Regions from separate parts of the Mus musculus genome. Here all the other regions are linked to region 3. Evidence: chromatin contacts called from public promoter capture Hi-C data. All regions are on one chromosome and are shown on one strand. The core of a region is the stretch at or near the end of the contact, and the rest is flanking DNA. Distances in the headings are between cores, read along the strand shown.

Evidence for each region. Promoter capture Hi-C pulls out the DNA fragments that hold promoters and counts their contacts. Capture Hi-C pulls out chosen DNA fragments and counts their contacts.
Region 1: a contact with region 3 is called in a promoter capture Hi-C map of liver, with 5 times the contacts expected there. The contact joins the promoter of Mcoln1 here to the promoter of Zfp958 in region 3. A contact is called at or near these places in 5 of 39 promoter capture datasets (hippocampal neurons, liver, pre-B cells and 1 more), 1 of 115 datasets of contacts at active chromatin or transcription factors (astrocytes) and 2 of 9 other capture datasets (adipose tissue and liver).
Region 2: a contact with region 3 is called in a promoter capture Hi-C map of pre-B cells, with 8 times the contacts expected there. The contact joins the promoter of Insr here to the promoter of Zfp958 in region 3. A contact is called at or near these places in 3 of 39 promoter capture datasets (hippocampal neurons, liver and pre-B cells).
Region 4: a promoter capture Hi-C map of pancreatic islet shows a contact between it and region 3. The contact joins the promoter of Camsap3 here to the promoter of Zfp958 in region 3. A contact is called at or near these places in 2 of 39 promoter capture datasets (hippocampal neurons and stem cell-derived epiblast-like cells), 1 of 115 datasets of contacts at active chromatin or transcription factors (pancreatic cancer cells) and 1 of 9 other capture datasets (pancreatic islet).
Region 5: a contact with region 3 is called in a promoter capture Hi-C map of liver, with 2.2 times the contacts expected there. The contact joins the promoter of Pex11g here to the promoter of Zfp958 in region 3. A contact is called at or near these places in 2 of 39 promoter capture datasets (hippocampal neurons and liver), 1 of 484 Hi-C or Micro-C datasets (B cells) and 1 of 9 other capture datasets (liver).

What each region holds. Positions count from the first base shown.
Region 1 is chr8:3,499,079-3,501,778 of GRCm38.p6, reverse strand. It overlaps Mcoln1 (mucolipin 1), which reads right to left and starts at 1,260. Exons shown (of 14, transcript NM_053177.1): 1 at 1,152-1,260. The coding sequence starts at 1,182.
Region 2 is chr8:3,278,320-3,281,019 of GRCm38.p6, reverse strand. Insr (insulin receptor) reads left to right here and starts at 1,403. Exons shown (of 21, transcript NM_010568.3): 1 at 1,403-1,991. The coding sequence starts at 1,892.
Region 3 is chr8:4,611,885-4,614,584 of GRCm38.p6, reverse strand. Zfp958 (zinc finger protein 958) reads right to left here and starts at 1,415. Exons shown (of 4, transcript NM_145591.5): 1 at 1,307-1,415. The coding sequence starts at 1,309.
Region 4 is chr8:3,586,028-3,588,727 of GRCm38.p6, reverse strand. It overlaps Camsap3 (calmodulin regulated spectrin-associated protein family, member 3), which reads right to left and starts at 1,278. Exons shown (of 17, transcript NM_027171.3): 1 at 769-1,278. The coding sequence starts at 916.
Region 5 is chr8:3,466,323-3,469,022 of GRCm38.p6, reverse strand. Pex11g (peroxisomal biogenesis factor 11 gamma) reads left to right here and starts at 1,375. Exons shown (of 5, transcript NM_026951.3): 1 at 1,375-1,451. The coding sequence starts at 1,392. It also overlaps a transcript of Tex45 not described here.

The sequences.
Region 1 (2,700 bases), core at 11-2,510, 1.1 Mb after region 3:
GAAGTTCAGGGTCTATAGACTAAGAACCTGATCCAAACAAAACCAAACTACCGCTAACAAAAGCTCGGGCTTCAAATACTGTCCTAATGGAAGAAACTAGCTAGCTGGCTGGCTGGCTGGCTGGCGCCTGTTTACAAACTGAGAAGAGACTAGGTTGGGGAAGGCAATACTCTCACAGGTCACAAACAACCCTGGAAAGAAATGTTTCGTAATAACAATAATACAGCCATCCATGGTGATACATGCTTAGAATCCCAGCACAAGGGAGGTGGAGGCTGGGATTATCAGGAGTCCTGCCCTCTTAAACTGGAGAATCTTAAGCCCACCCACTGTCCAAGTTCTTTGGACGCTCTATCTCTCTCTCATAAGGCAACTAAGTTTGTACTGGCCTTTAGAATTGTCATCAACAATAAGCTCTCTGCAGAGGTTTTAAAGGCTGGGACCTGCCCACTGGTTCTGAGAACCAACTGCCCATCTCTCCTCCATAAGTCTGCACCACACTTTAAAGGGAAAAATGGAGAGCTTGGAGAAAGAGGCTGGGGAAGTGGTGTCCACCCACCACCCAGTTCTAGGAACTGTAGACCCTCAGTGCTTGAGGCCAAGAGTTGCTGGTACCTGTACTACCTGAGTTCTGGGTACTATGCAAGCTGTTCACCTGAGGTTAGAGATGTTGTTGGTACACACCCACCACCCAGGTTCTAGGATGCTACTGTCTATCTCTCTCATATGAGGACTTGAAAAACTTGAGAACTGGAAGCCCAGGTTCTGGGAGCCATCTACCCATCTCTCCCCTATGGAGCATCTGAGAAGTCCGCACTGGAATTGACGAACGGGAAGTTGGGCGCTTGACGTCCAAGGTCGGAGGTGTCGCTGTGCACCCACTGCCCAGATTCTAGGAGGAATCATTCGTCAATCTCCCATAGGAACACTGAGAAGTCCGCCCTGAAAGTCAGAACACTAAGCTGGACGCTCGATGCCCACCCGCCGCCCAGATTCTAGGATCGGTAGAAGCTCTCCGCCTGAGGTAGGAGATGCTGGCCCGCCCGCCGCCCAGGTTCTAGAAGCCGAAAGCCCATCTTCCAGTATTGGACTGCAGCGGAAGTCACCCGAGGTCGCTGAGCTGGGCGCGCCCTCCCGCCGCCCGCGCTCACCTGAGGCGCGCCGGCCCGCCGGGGTGGCCATGGCCGCAGGGTGAGCGCGAGACGCGGGTGGGTCCCAGCGCGCGCCGCGGTCACTGCAGCCTCGCTCCCTCCCGGCGCCGCTTCAAACCCTCCCGCATCAGCTGACATGCGCCGCGGTCACGTGAGCGGGGCGCCTGAACTGAACACGTGACAAGCGCGACCCTTTCTAAGGGGCGGGGCAGAGCCTCCCAGCAGTGCGCATGCGCCCCTCGCTGGCCGCTTGTGGACTAAAAATAGTCGCGCGGTCCTAGTGCCGATAGCAACTCTAACAAAAGGTCTGAGGGACCCACTGGCTTCTAGGTGTGGCGGGAACTGGATCCGATCTGGCTCGGCGACAGCCTTGTAACTTCTGAGTCCAGAGCTTCACCTGTTACCCTCAGTAGTGTCCGGCGATGATCCGGCGTCCTAAGCCGAAAATATCCGCCCCTCTACTCCCAGAAACCTTTTCTGTCTCCCATCTGAGCTACAAGCAAACCGTTTCCTAAACCAAATAGAACCGTATTTTAACAGTCCAAAGACTTTCTGCGCTACTGCAACAGCCTCAGTCCTATCTTTTACAGCCAGTCTCCTCCTACGGAGAGTCCAGGACCTCCAAAGAATTTCCACCTTCTAGAACCTCCTGGTGACTTCCCAAGGCTTTGCAACGACCAGAAAACTTCCCACTTAAACTGACCGCTGGTCTGCCATTCACCTCTTTATGGCAGTCTTGCTTGGAACTTGATAGTTAAAAACGCAGCTCTGCAAGGAAGACAATTTGAGTGTAAATCTAACCATCACTTCAAAACTTTCCACCGTGCCTTAAATTGTGAGCTAATTTCTATTTATTTATTTATTTATTTATTTTGGTTTTTCGAGACAGGGTTTCTCTGTAATAGTTCTAGCTGTCCTGGAACTCACTCTGTAGACCAGGCTGGCCTCGAACTCAGAAATCCGCCTGCCTCTGCCTCCCAAGTGCTGGGATTAAAGGCACGCACTACCACTGCCTGGCCCTTTTATTATTAATAATAATCAATTGAAATTTTCTTGTTCTTTGCAAAACGGGATTCACCCAGGATTACCTGCCTCCCAGAGCTGTACAAAGGATTCAATGAAATAATTCAGACCATCTCACAGTACTGGGGATGTAGCCCAGTTGATAGGGTGCTTGCTCAGCAGGCACAAACTGGGATCAGTCCCCAGCGCTGTGGAAACATGGCATGATGGCCCTTGCAGTCCAATAACATTGGTAAGTATTATAATACTTTCTCAAAAGCCAGGCATTGAGGCTAGGGAGATGGCTCGGTGCAATAGTCAGGGAGGTGGTTCACTGGCTCAGGTGCTTGCCATGAAAGCATGAAGATCTGAATTCAGATCCCTAGAATTTGTGTAAAAACTAAGGCCTGGTACCTGTAATCCCAGCATTGTGGAGGCAGAGATGAGAGGATCCCTGGGGCCTGGGGCCAACAGTTTAACCAGTCTGTGAGCCCCAGGATAAAAGTGAGGGGCTGAAGAGATAGTGCATCAGTGAGGAGAACTGGTT
Region 2 (2,700 bases), core at 154-2,653, 1.3 Mb after region 3:
CTCTCTCTCTCTCTCTCTCTCTCTCTTTCTGTTTATGTATATGTTTGTATGTGTGTGTTTATGTGTGTGTGTGGTGTGGTGTGCTAGGCCAAAGGTTGACCTTAAGTGTCTTTCTCTATTGCTTGCCACTTTACTTTTATTTTTACCTTTTTTTTTACAGATATTGTCAAACCCATTGCACAGACCAGCAGCCACAGTCCGGGTCTGAGTGAACATGTGAAGCAAAGGATAGAGGACTCTGTACTGCACATATTCCTAAGGCACCGACAGGGTTAGCGCCTCATGATGTGGTTGAGCAGGGCTGCTAGTGAATGGCTTTCTTAGACATACAGCCACCTACTGGTATGTGTGTTGAAAATGGAGTTATGTCTGCTCTGATCCTATATGAAGTTTCTAACGTGTTTCTAGAAGCCTTGTTATGTTCTTCTAGAGTCATTTCCTTATTGATTTCTGCTGGAATTCAGTGCTGGGTGGAGGGGGCGCAGGCCAGGGAATACAGGCTGCCTGCATTGTGGACACGTGGCTGTGGCCTGGAAGCTGGTGCCTCCAAGCTGCTGGGCGGGAGCTCACTGGGGAGGGAACTTGTTGGGCGCCTACTAGCTCCTCGAGAGAGCCAGGGTTGGGAGAATCTCGTAAGACATTGGTAGCATAGGCTGTAAAGAAAAACAGAATCAAAGGTAAAGAATTAAAGTGAATTCCCCACGGGAGTCAAAAAAATAGTAAAAAGGAGTAAAGAAAGACAAAATGTGCTTGGTTGAATCTGGCATCTAGGGGCATATTGGGGTGTTTATGTCCTGGGGTATCTGGCGGCATTTCCAGACTTTAAAATTGTTATTTCGGGGTAATTTGGGGTGTCTAGATCTGGCGGAGATCTAGAGTGTGCTCCAGACCTTTAAATTGGAACCTCGGTGTTACTTGTGTTTGCTGCAGTCAGGAGGGGACCTGGGGGCGTCCCTAGGCTTTTAAACTGGAACCTCAGGCCTGTTTAGTGGTTTTCGAGTCAGGCGGGGATCTGGGGACCCCTAGGTTTTAAAATCGGAACTTTGGGACTCTTTGGGGGCGTTCGTGTCAGGTGCGGATATGGGCAGCTCCGGACGTTTGACAGGTGAGTCTTAGAGTTGTTTGGGTGTTTATGTTACACTGGTATCTGAGAACGCTTACAAGCTTTTAAATCGTAATCTTTCTAAGCCAGCAGTTCGGGGTGTTGGGATTGGAAGAATCTGAAGTGAGCCTCGGGTCTCTGAAGTTGCGGGTTTTACGGGGCAAGGGGGCAAAGGGGCCGAGGAGGCGAGGAGGCGAGGAGGCGTGGCGTTGCCAGCTCTGGCCACGCCTCCCCGAGCTCTGCTGGCTTTCTCCCCCTCCCCCCCCAGCGGGCCTCACTGGAGCGCACAGTCCCTTCCCTGTCTTAATCCGCGCCACCTTTTCCCTTGGCCCGCGCGGGCCCAGCTGACGGGCTGCGTTGTTTACGGGCTGGAGTCGAGCCCTAGCTCCCGCCGCCACCACCAGCCCAGGTGCCCTCCAGTGCGCGCGTCCCTCTGTCTCAGACTCCACACAACGCGACCCACCCAGAGCTGCACGGAGGGCAGAAGCAGGAGACCCGGACAGGAGACGCACCGCGGTGAGCTCTGGACTCTGGGATTGCGGGCACGGGACCGGGCCTGGGTGACCTGCGGGCCGCGCCACGGTGTTGCTTGCGGCCGAGGCCTCTGTGCTCTTCCCGGGACTGTCCCCAGGGCCCTCTAGGCTGGAGAGCTGCGGCCTGTGAGCCACGGGCGTGGAAGAGAAGGACGTGCGGCCCCGAGCGCCTCTCCAGAGACCTTCTCACGGAGTATGTCCCCAGTAGGCCGGCGTGGCGTGCTCTGATCGCCGGGGTCCCAGCACTCCTACTGCTATGGGCTTCGGGAGAGGATGTGAGACGACGGCTGTGCCATTGCTGGTGGCCGTGGCCGCGTTGCTGGTGGGCACAGCCGGCCACCTGTACCCTGGAGAGGGTAAGTCTGGGACAAGAGGCGATCACAGTATGTCGGGGACACTTCTCCCACCGCCCCAGCCAATCTAGAACCCTCACCCTAAGGAGTGAGGGTCGGGGACACCCCTCTCCACCGCCACAGCCAACCTAGAGAATTCTCCCTTTGGGCTGAGTAATGGGGACAACCCTTCCCATTGCTCCATACAACTTAGAGCCCCCCAGGCCCCACCAAGGAGTCAGGGTTACAGACACCCATTTCACCACTCCAGCAATATAGTCCTTTCACGAGAGTTGTGGACATTTCTCGTTCTTCTTCCATCAACCTAGAGCCCCCTCTCCACGGACTGAAGGTTGAAGACTCCCGTAGCGTCCTTGTGTCTATGAAGAGTCCCCTCCCTATAGTGATCATCTTTACACTGGGGAAGGGGAAGAGTGGGTTTGGTGGCCCTGGCCCTGCGTGAAACCCCGGCTGACCTTGGCCTTTGCTCACTGGGCTTGTGGCTCTGTACCCCGCGTGTGTCCATCTCGGGTCTGAGGAACCTTGCCCCAGTGCCCGCCCAGGCTTCGGGTGTCTGTCCCCAGTGCACCTCTCAACTGTGTCTGTTCTTTTCTCTAACCCCAAATCTGTCCTCTGAGGCTCTTTGAGGTTGCTTTAAGTAAGTATGGTTACTGGGTTGCAACAGATTCAGACATCTGAGCAGTTTAAACCCAAAGCCAGGGGTATCCTCTTC
Region 3 (2,700 bases), core at 166-2,665:
GAAGAGGGCATCAGATCCCATTACAGATGGTTGTGAGTCACCATGTGGTTGCTGGGATTTGAACTCAGGACCTCTGGAAGAGCAGTCAGTGCTCTTAACCAGTTGGTTATGACCCTGTAATGCCCCCTGAGAGCAGCTTGATAGAGGCCTGTTTTTAGACCTAGTGGCTGGTTGTAAATCAGGGGAGTGTCCTTTGTTATGGTTTGGAACCATATTTCAGGACAATCCTAGTCAACAAACATGTGTATCCTAGCATCTTAATCTCTAACAGGTCTGGTTAGCATACTACTTCTCTGTAGGAAGTCTTAGCTTGATAGCCGGGCGGTGGTGGCTCACGCCTTTAATACCAGCACTTAGGAGGTAGAGGCAGGCAGATTTCTGAGTTCGAGGCCAGCCTGGTCTACAAAGTGAGTTCCAGGACAGCCAGAGCTACACAGAGAAACCCTGTCTCGAAAAAGCAAAGAAAAAAAAATTATTTGATATCACTTACTCTTTCTAAGCACTGGTAACTACTTCACATCATCTTCTACATTACAGCTAGATATTGGAGTGCTGCTACACAGCACTTGAGATACCTTGTACAACCTCCACAAGATTAACTCCAAATGGATCTTACACCTAAATGTTAAATGCTAAGAACTTGTAGAAGACACTAGAGAAACTAGGGCTATCCAAGTTTGTCTTCCTGCCAAGGATGTTTCTACACAGAAGACCCTGCTTCAAATGCACTGATCCAGCCTCCAAAGTGAAGTAATTCTGAGGCCACCACGAGGTCCAGGGAGTGACTAGAGACCAGAGGGGGTGCAACAGGCTGCCGCTTCCCACTCAGCCCCAGGAAGGACCTACCACTCCAGCTCCCAGCTGCTCAGTCGCCTGCTTCTCCCCTTTGCAGACTATGACCTTGCGCTCACAATATCAAGATTTTGGATCTTGTCTGATTTCCCCTCACAGCATCCAGCAGCAGCACACAGAGCACAGCACACCAGATCAGTCAAACCTGCTCAGCTACAGAACGGAACCTGCAGCAGGGCACCCCGGGGGAGCTGGGGGGGGGGGGGAGACCCTCCTCCTCTTCTGACTGGCAGGTGTGCCTGCAGGCCCTGATTGACCAACAAGTCTTGAACATCTTGAGTACCTCCGTTAGGGTTGGAGCGTGCTGAAGTGTCCAGGGCCAGACCATTTCCAGATATACAAAGATCCGCATTTCCAAAGTCCTTGTGCCTTCCCACCCAGCCTCTGGGGAGGACCCACCACTCTCACTCCGGCTGCTCTTCCCCTTGCCGTGGGGAAGTGACCCTGCTCTCACCATGCCGTGACTGCAGAGCTTGCCTGAGCTCTCCTAGCCGCACCAAACAGCAGTACACAGAGCACGTCACACGGAACCGTTCGAGCTTCTCAGCGGCGGAGCTGGACTTGCAGTATGGCACCCGGAAGAACCCGCCTCTTCTGACTGAGAGGCCTTCCTGGAGAACCTGATTGGCCAATGAGTCTTGAGTGACAGGAACACATCCCTTTGGGTTAGAGTGTGTTAAAGAGACAGAGCATAGTGGTTCCTGGGCCAGGCTTCCACGCCGAGGACCGACCTTTCCCAGATATGCAGAGATTCGCATTTCAATAGCACTTTTTCTTGTCCTCCAATAGCTACCACAGCCAGCCCTTAGGGAGGCCCTGCCACGGACCACCCCAGTCGGGTATGAGGGTTCCTGGGAAGAGGATCCTCGAAGGCTAGGTGGGTAAGGATTTGGCGGTGACAAAACAAACACAGAGGCAGTTTGAATCTGAATATATTTTGCAGTCCTCATGCAAGGGTTTTTATGCATAAAGAAACAAATATTACAACTCTGAGCAGATGTGTTCAGTGAAGCAGTCAGATAGAACATATATCATCATAGTCATTTGGCACAATAAAATACAGAATCATCCAAGAATTACAACTTCTCAAAAAGTGTGTTCATTGACGCAATCACGGATAGAACAGGTAATGAAAGAACTCAGTGGGGAAACCCCCACTCAGCTCCCGATTCGGCGTGCACCCAAGAATCGCGAATAGAACACAACACCTTGATGTAACAACAAGAGGTTTTTTAATGGCGGAGCTCCGGGTCGAAACGTATCTCACACAACAGGAGACAGTGGATTCGACCACGAGGCTTGGAAGCTAGGGGTTTTTATAGAAAAGGAGTGGGGCTGGGGGAGGAATTGGCGCGGTTTCACATGATTGGTCCATTTAAACATCAGCAGCCTGTAACATTTAACTTAGGTCAGAGGGGTGGGAGCTAGGGAGGCGATGGGCTTGCCCGGGCATGTCCTGGTCTGTTCTGCTGTGTTCTCAGCCCCAGGTTTCAAAGCTCACAAACAACTCTTTGGGCTATTTAACATACATTACATGAATTACAGTTTTATTTCCTTTCAGTAACATCATTGTTATTTGGCACAATAAAAATCATCTAAGGCTAGTGGCAAATTTCCAAGAAGAAATTAATACATTTTTAAGGTCAGTTATTGTTTAACATTTAGTACCTGATTTTTTGTAAATCTTCAAAGCATAAATTTAAACTATTTTAATTCTTTTTATTTAAAGGCTTCCTTAAACAATTTACCAAAGCCTACTTCCGATGATGTAAGACCCCGAGCAGTGACAGTAGGGGGCTTTTAACAGCTAGCTGAGGAATTGGGAGGAGTTTGGAGGAGAGTTGAGAG
Region 4 (2,700 bases), core at 29-2,528, 1.0 Mb after region 3:
GGGTGGCTTCAATAAGAGAAGGCCTGGCCGCCCGAGCTGCCACCCTAGAACAGCTGGTGAATGAGCCATTTATGCCTACCTGAATCCTCAGGAAAATGTGGCAATAAGTCACAACTGCCAGCCTTTACGGGGCCATCGAGACGAAAGAGTGGTCCCAGACACACCACACACACACACACACACACACACACACACACACACACACACGCTGGCCACCGGCAAGGCAGGGTTTGTGTCCCAGTCACTGAGCTGTAGCTCTGATCTCTTAAAACGCTCCTTGCGGGGTCCAAGCCACCGCGTACACGTTGTGAGGGTAGATAGGGAAGGTGGGGGTAGGAGGAACCATCACAGGCTTCTGATGTGTGTGAAAGGGGAGTTGGCCATGCAGTTAGGCCCTGGGGTCTGAGGAGTGGGGTGGGAGGCGGGAAGCAGAGGACTACCAGGAGACCCTTCCCCCACCACACACAAAATTGGTCTGCAGACCCCACCCCTGCTCACCTGGGGGCTCTGATCCCGGGGTCCCAAGGCGCACAGCCTCTTGGCGGGCCCCACCCCCGACTGCGTTCCAGCGACCCGGGCGGGCAAAGTCCAAGGGCCCCGTCCGAGCAGGAAGCTTGGAGGCCCAGCTTAGCAAAGACCAAAAGCTCGGGGACCCTAGGCAGCCCCGAAGCTATTGTTCCCACGGCCCCGGCTTGGCGCCCCGCCCCCCGCACCTGCCGCGCCCCAGCCTGGCTCCCCCGGTCCCCTCCCCAAAGGCCCTCGGGTTACCTGCTCCCCCGAATGCGGCCCGCAGCACCCACGCCAGACTCGCCGCCGCCTTGGCTCGAGAGAAATCGTACTGGTCCAAAGACTTGATCTCGGGGACCAGGAAAGTCCTCCGCAGTGGCCCGGACCCTGCGGGCGCCGCTTCCACCATGGCGACGCCGGGGTTACGGCCGCCCGGGTCCGCGCGCTCTGATGGGCTGGGCTGCGTGCGCTGCGCTGCGCTGCGCTGCTGCCGAGCCTCCGCCACCCCGAATCGGGTTGCCGCCGCGGCTGCTGCTGTTACTAATAAAGCTGCTGAGGCGCCGCTGAACCAGGTGCGGTCGAGCGCGCTGGCGACGCGGCGTCGACCCCGCCCCAAGGCGGAACCCAGGTGCGCCCCGCCCCCAGATTGGACTCAGTTCTCTCTGGCTCCTGGGTCCACATGGGTCCCCACTGACATTAAAGCTTCCATAGGTCCTCCTGCTGCAAAGGGCGGCAGTGATGGCGGATGAGGGAAGGGCTGCAGAAGAACGCATGTCCCTGTATGCGTTCTCGTGTGTGTGTGTGTGTGTGTGTGTGTGTGTGTGTGTGTGTGTGCGCGCGCGCGCGTGTGTTCCTGCTCACTCCCGGACCCTGGAGAGGCTTAGGGACCCTTTGTCATGGATGTCCATGTAGGCTTTTGATCCCACACATATGCAGGTGGAGTTCACATATGCATATGGAGTTTGTGGCTATTACTATACAGTAAGTTCTAGGCCAACCAGGGCTACACAGCAAGACTCTGTCCTAGTTTAAAAAGAAAATGAATGTGTTTGTATCCACTTGCTTGAGAGTACCTGTGAACATCTCTGTCTATAGGTATCTAGATTTGTGATGTCATCTGTTTGTGAAGGTGACTGTTTCAAACCTGTTGTGGTACAATGGTTTGTATTAAGTGGCTAGGGTTGTGCCCTAGTTGACAGAGTCCTTATCTGGTATGTACAAAACCTTCTCCTCCATCCCAAGCACCAAATAAGCTAGGGATGGTGGTAGGTACATGCCTAGAATCATGGCACTTGGGAAGTGGGAAGAAGAGAATTTTTGTAAGTTCAAGGTGATCCTGGGATACATGAGATAAATAAGTAAAATCAAAGAATTGTGTTGTACAACCTTCTGTGTTCTAAGATTGGAAATGAAGGAAGAGAAAGAGCGGGGGGAGAAAGAATGATGTGAGTCTAAACACATCTATCATATAAGGGTGTAATTGTTGACTCTGTCAGGGCAGGAAGATGGCAGAGATACCAAGTGGGTGTATTTAGGCAGGAGAAAAGCTGTGTATGTGAGATTAGCTCTGTAGGGTTACTAGGTGGATTGCAAATGTCCTGATGTGTACCTTTGATATCTGCAGTATTTGTTGAAGAAAGCCTCTGACTAGATGTAGGTAAGGGTCTGAGAGGATCTGTGTGTTTGCGGGTGTGGTTGTGTGCATGGGGCTTTCTGTGTGTGACTAATGATGTGTAGGTGCATACTTTTTTTTTTTTTTTTTGGTATAAACAGTCTTTTGTGTGTGTGTGTGTTTTCAGGTTCAGCATTCCCAGCTCCATAATACAAATCTATTTATCTACAGAACTGGGTTGGAACACTCACTGTTTGGGGGCCTGTGTTACAGGTGGCTTGAGTGAGGTGAGGCAGAACCTAAGGGACTCCCCTCTGTTGACTAGATGGATCTTAGAAAAAGGCTGGCAGCTATGATTTTATTTTTTTTATTATTTATTTATTTATTTTGGTTTTTCCAGACAGGGTTTCCCTGTGTAACCCTGACTGTCCTGGAATTGACTCTGTAGATCAGGCTGGCCTCAAACTCAGAAATCTACTTGCCTCTGCCTCCCAAATGCTGGGATTAAAGGCATGTGGCACCACTGCCCGGCCCTTGGCAGCTACAAAAACTGCCACATTTTCCTGAGGATTCAGGTGGAT
Region 5 (2,700 bases), core at 126-2,625, 1.1 Mb after region 3:
CTGAAGACAGCTACAGTGTACTTATAATAATAAATAAATCTTTTTAAAAAAAAATACTGTTCTGGGGTCTGTGAATGTGGCTCAGTATAGAACATTAGCTTACCATGCAGAGAGCTCTGGGTTCCATCCCAGCACCACACAAACCAGACTTGGTGGCACACACCTGTCATGCCAGCACTTCTGAGGTTGAGGCAGGAGGACCAGGAGGAGTCCAAGGCCAGTCTTGGCTACAAATTAATTCAGTTGGAGCCCAGCTTGGACTACATAAGATCTTGTTTCAAAACAAATACTCAAAATACTTGTGTCTTCACTCCTCCAAACACAACAAAAAAACAAAACAAAACAAAGCAAAACAAAACAAAACACAGCTGGTTAAGGTGAATTCTCTGGGTGCCCTGCTCAGGTAGATATGGATCAAACACCTTTAGCGATCAACTTTTGTCCTTCCTGGAAGGAAGAGTGGAAGAGAACTTTGACTATTTTGTAGTTGTTTTTACACACACGCGCATGTGCACCACACCATAACTGTGGAGGTTAGAGGACAGCTAGCACCAGAGTGGGTTCTTACTTTCAACTATGCCAGTCCCAAGGATGGAACTCATGTCTTCAGGCTTGACCTACATGCGCCTCTACCAACTGTGCCATCCTGCTGGCCCAGAGCTCCCTATGTAGATCTGGCTAGCCTGGAACTCACGGAGAACCTCTGCCCCCTGAATGCTGGGATTAAAGGTACTTGTTCCCTGCCGAGCTCATTTTTCTTCTAAAGGTGCCTTTTAGCCAGGTAACTAATGATATCTAATATAACATATCTAATGATGTCTTGGAGCCTTGTGCCACATGCCTATCATCCAGCATTTGGGAGACTAAATAAGGAGTGTAAGGCCAGTTTGAGCACATGGTGAGTTCAAAGATAGCGTGAACTAAATGAAATCCTCAAAAAAAAAAAAAAAAAAAAAGAAAGAAATCTAATCACCCCTCAAAGAAAGTGAAAATCAAGATGCCTTGTGAGAGTACACCAGTCACAGATGCTCAGAACAGACAAACTGATAAAGCAGGTACATGAAGCCCACAAGTGAAGCTTTTGATTGTCCCCACTCCCCGCTCCCCCCCCCCCCCGCCCGTAGGCAATGAATTAATTTTTGAAACATTTTGCTTGCGGAGTTGCCTAAGCAGCGGTGGAGCGAATTTCAACAGGCTTAGAAGGTCATTCTGGGTGTCCGTGGGCAGGGAGGACAGACGTGGCAGTAATACATTTGCAAACTGGGTTCGGGCTAGCACGCCTACAAGGTAGCAGTACTCGGACAAAGGGCAGGCAGTTGCGCCTGCGCGGACCTTCGGACCTTTCCAAAGGAGTTTGACCCCGCCCTGGGTGACGTCACGACCGAGTTGCCATGGCTCTGCTGAACCGTCTGGCTTCCGCGCTGGAGTCCCACCGGGTCCGGGACCGCCTGGTGAGAGGAAGTCTGGGGCCTTGGCGGGACCGGAGTGACCTGGAGTTTGGTCAGGTCTCAGAGATGAGGAAAACAGGCCAGAGAGGGGGTCCTAAAGGGACCGGTGTCTTACATGACAGCAGGCTGTCGGCAGGCTGGTGTCTTACCTGAGAACTTCCTACCTCAGCCTCCCGAATTGCTGGGATTACAGGTGTGTGCCATCACACACAGCTTGAAACTAATCATTTCTGATAAGCAAGTGAAATAATAAAAGATCTGGGACTGTAGCCCACTGCATTCCTAGCATAGACGAAACCTTTAGGTCCTTCCTCAGCACCGCACAAACCAGATATATTGGCACAAGCCAGTGATCTCGGCACTTCTAATGGAAAGATCAGGAGTTCAAGGCCAGCCTGGGCTACAGGATACCCTGTCTCAAAACAAAAGAAACAAAGATACAAGGGCGGTGAGCCTGCTAAATTTCCGTGTTCTAAGTGTCTTACTGAATGGCCCCTCTCTAAAGTCTTCCAAGCAAATGGCTATTTTGCCACCTAGACTGCTTTTTCAGTCCTGCTAAAGGCAGAGCTAGGCGGAAGAGCCTTATGCCCCTGCCTGTGGGCAAAGGAGAGCCCAGGAGGTGGGAAATAGTTTTGTTTTCTGTCATTTCAACCATTGGTGAGCAAGCTAGCACTCTAATGGGACTCCCCATGGCAACTCTTCCCCCCCTCCCCTTCCCCTCTCCTCTCTTCCCCTCTTCTTTCTTTGTTGAAACAGGACCTTGTTATGAAGTTCTGGTTGCCTATAACTTACCTTGTAGTCCAGGCTGACCCTGAACTTTCTTGTCCTTATGCCTCAGCTCCCCAAATACTGGCTGGGATGACAGGTGTGCCTCACCACACCCGGCTATGTGGCACTTTTTGGATTTTGATGTCAAGCTCTCCTCTTAACTTCTGCCTTGCCTGGGATGTTGGCTCAATTGGTAGAGTGCTTGTGCATTGTGCACGATTTGGTCTCAGTCTCAAGTACACCAGATGCTTGTACACCTCTCATTCCAGAGTTTGGGAGGTGGAAACAGGAGGATCAGGAATTCTAATCATGACCACGGTGTCTGGTTAGCCTGGGCTACGGAGACCCCGTCTCAAATTAACAAATTAGAATAATGTTACATCTTTTAAAAAAGGAAGAGAGAACGAAAGAAGCTTTCAGTTTTAGCCAGATTAAGTGCCCCATGCTTGTTATTACAGCCTTGCGGATGCTGAGGCAGGGGCAT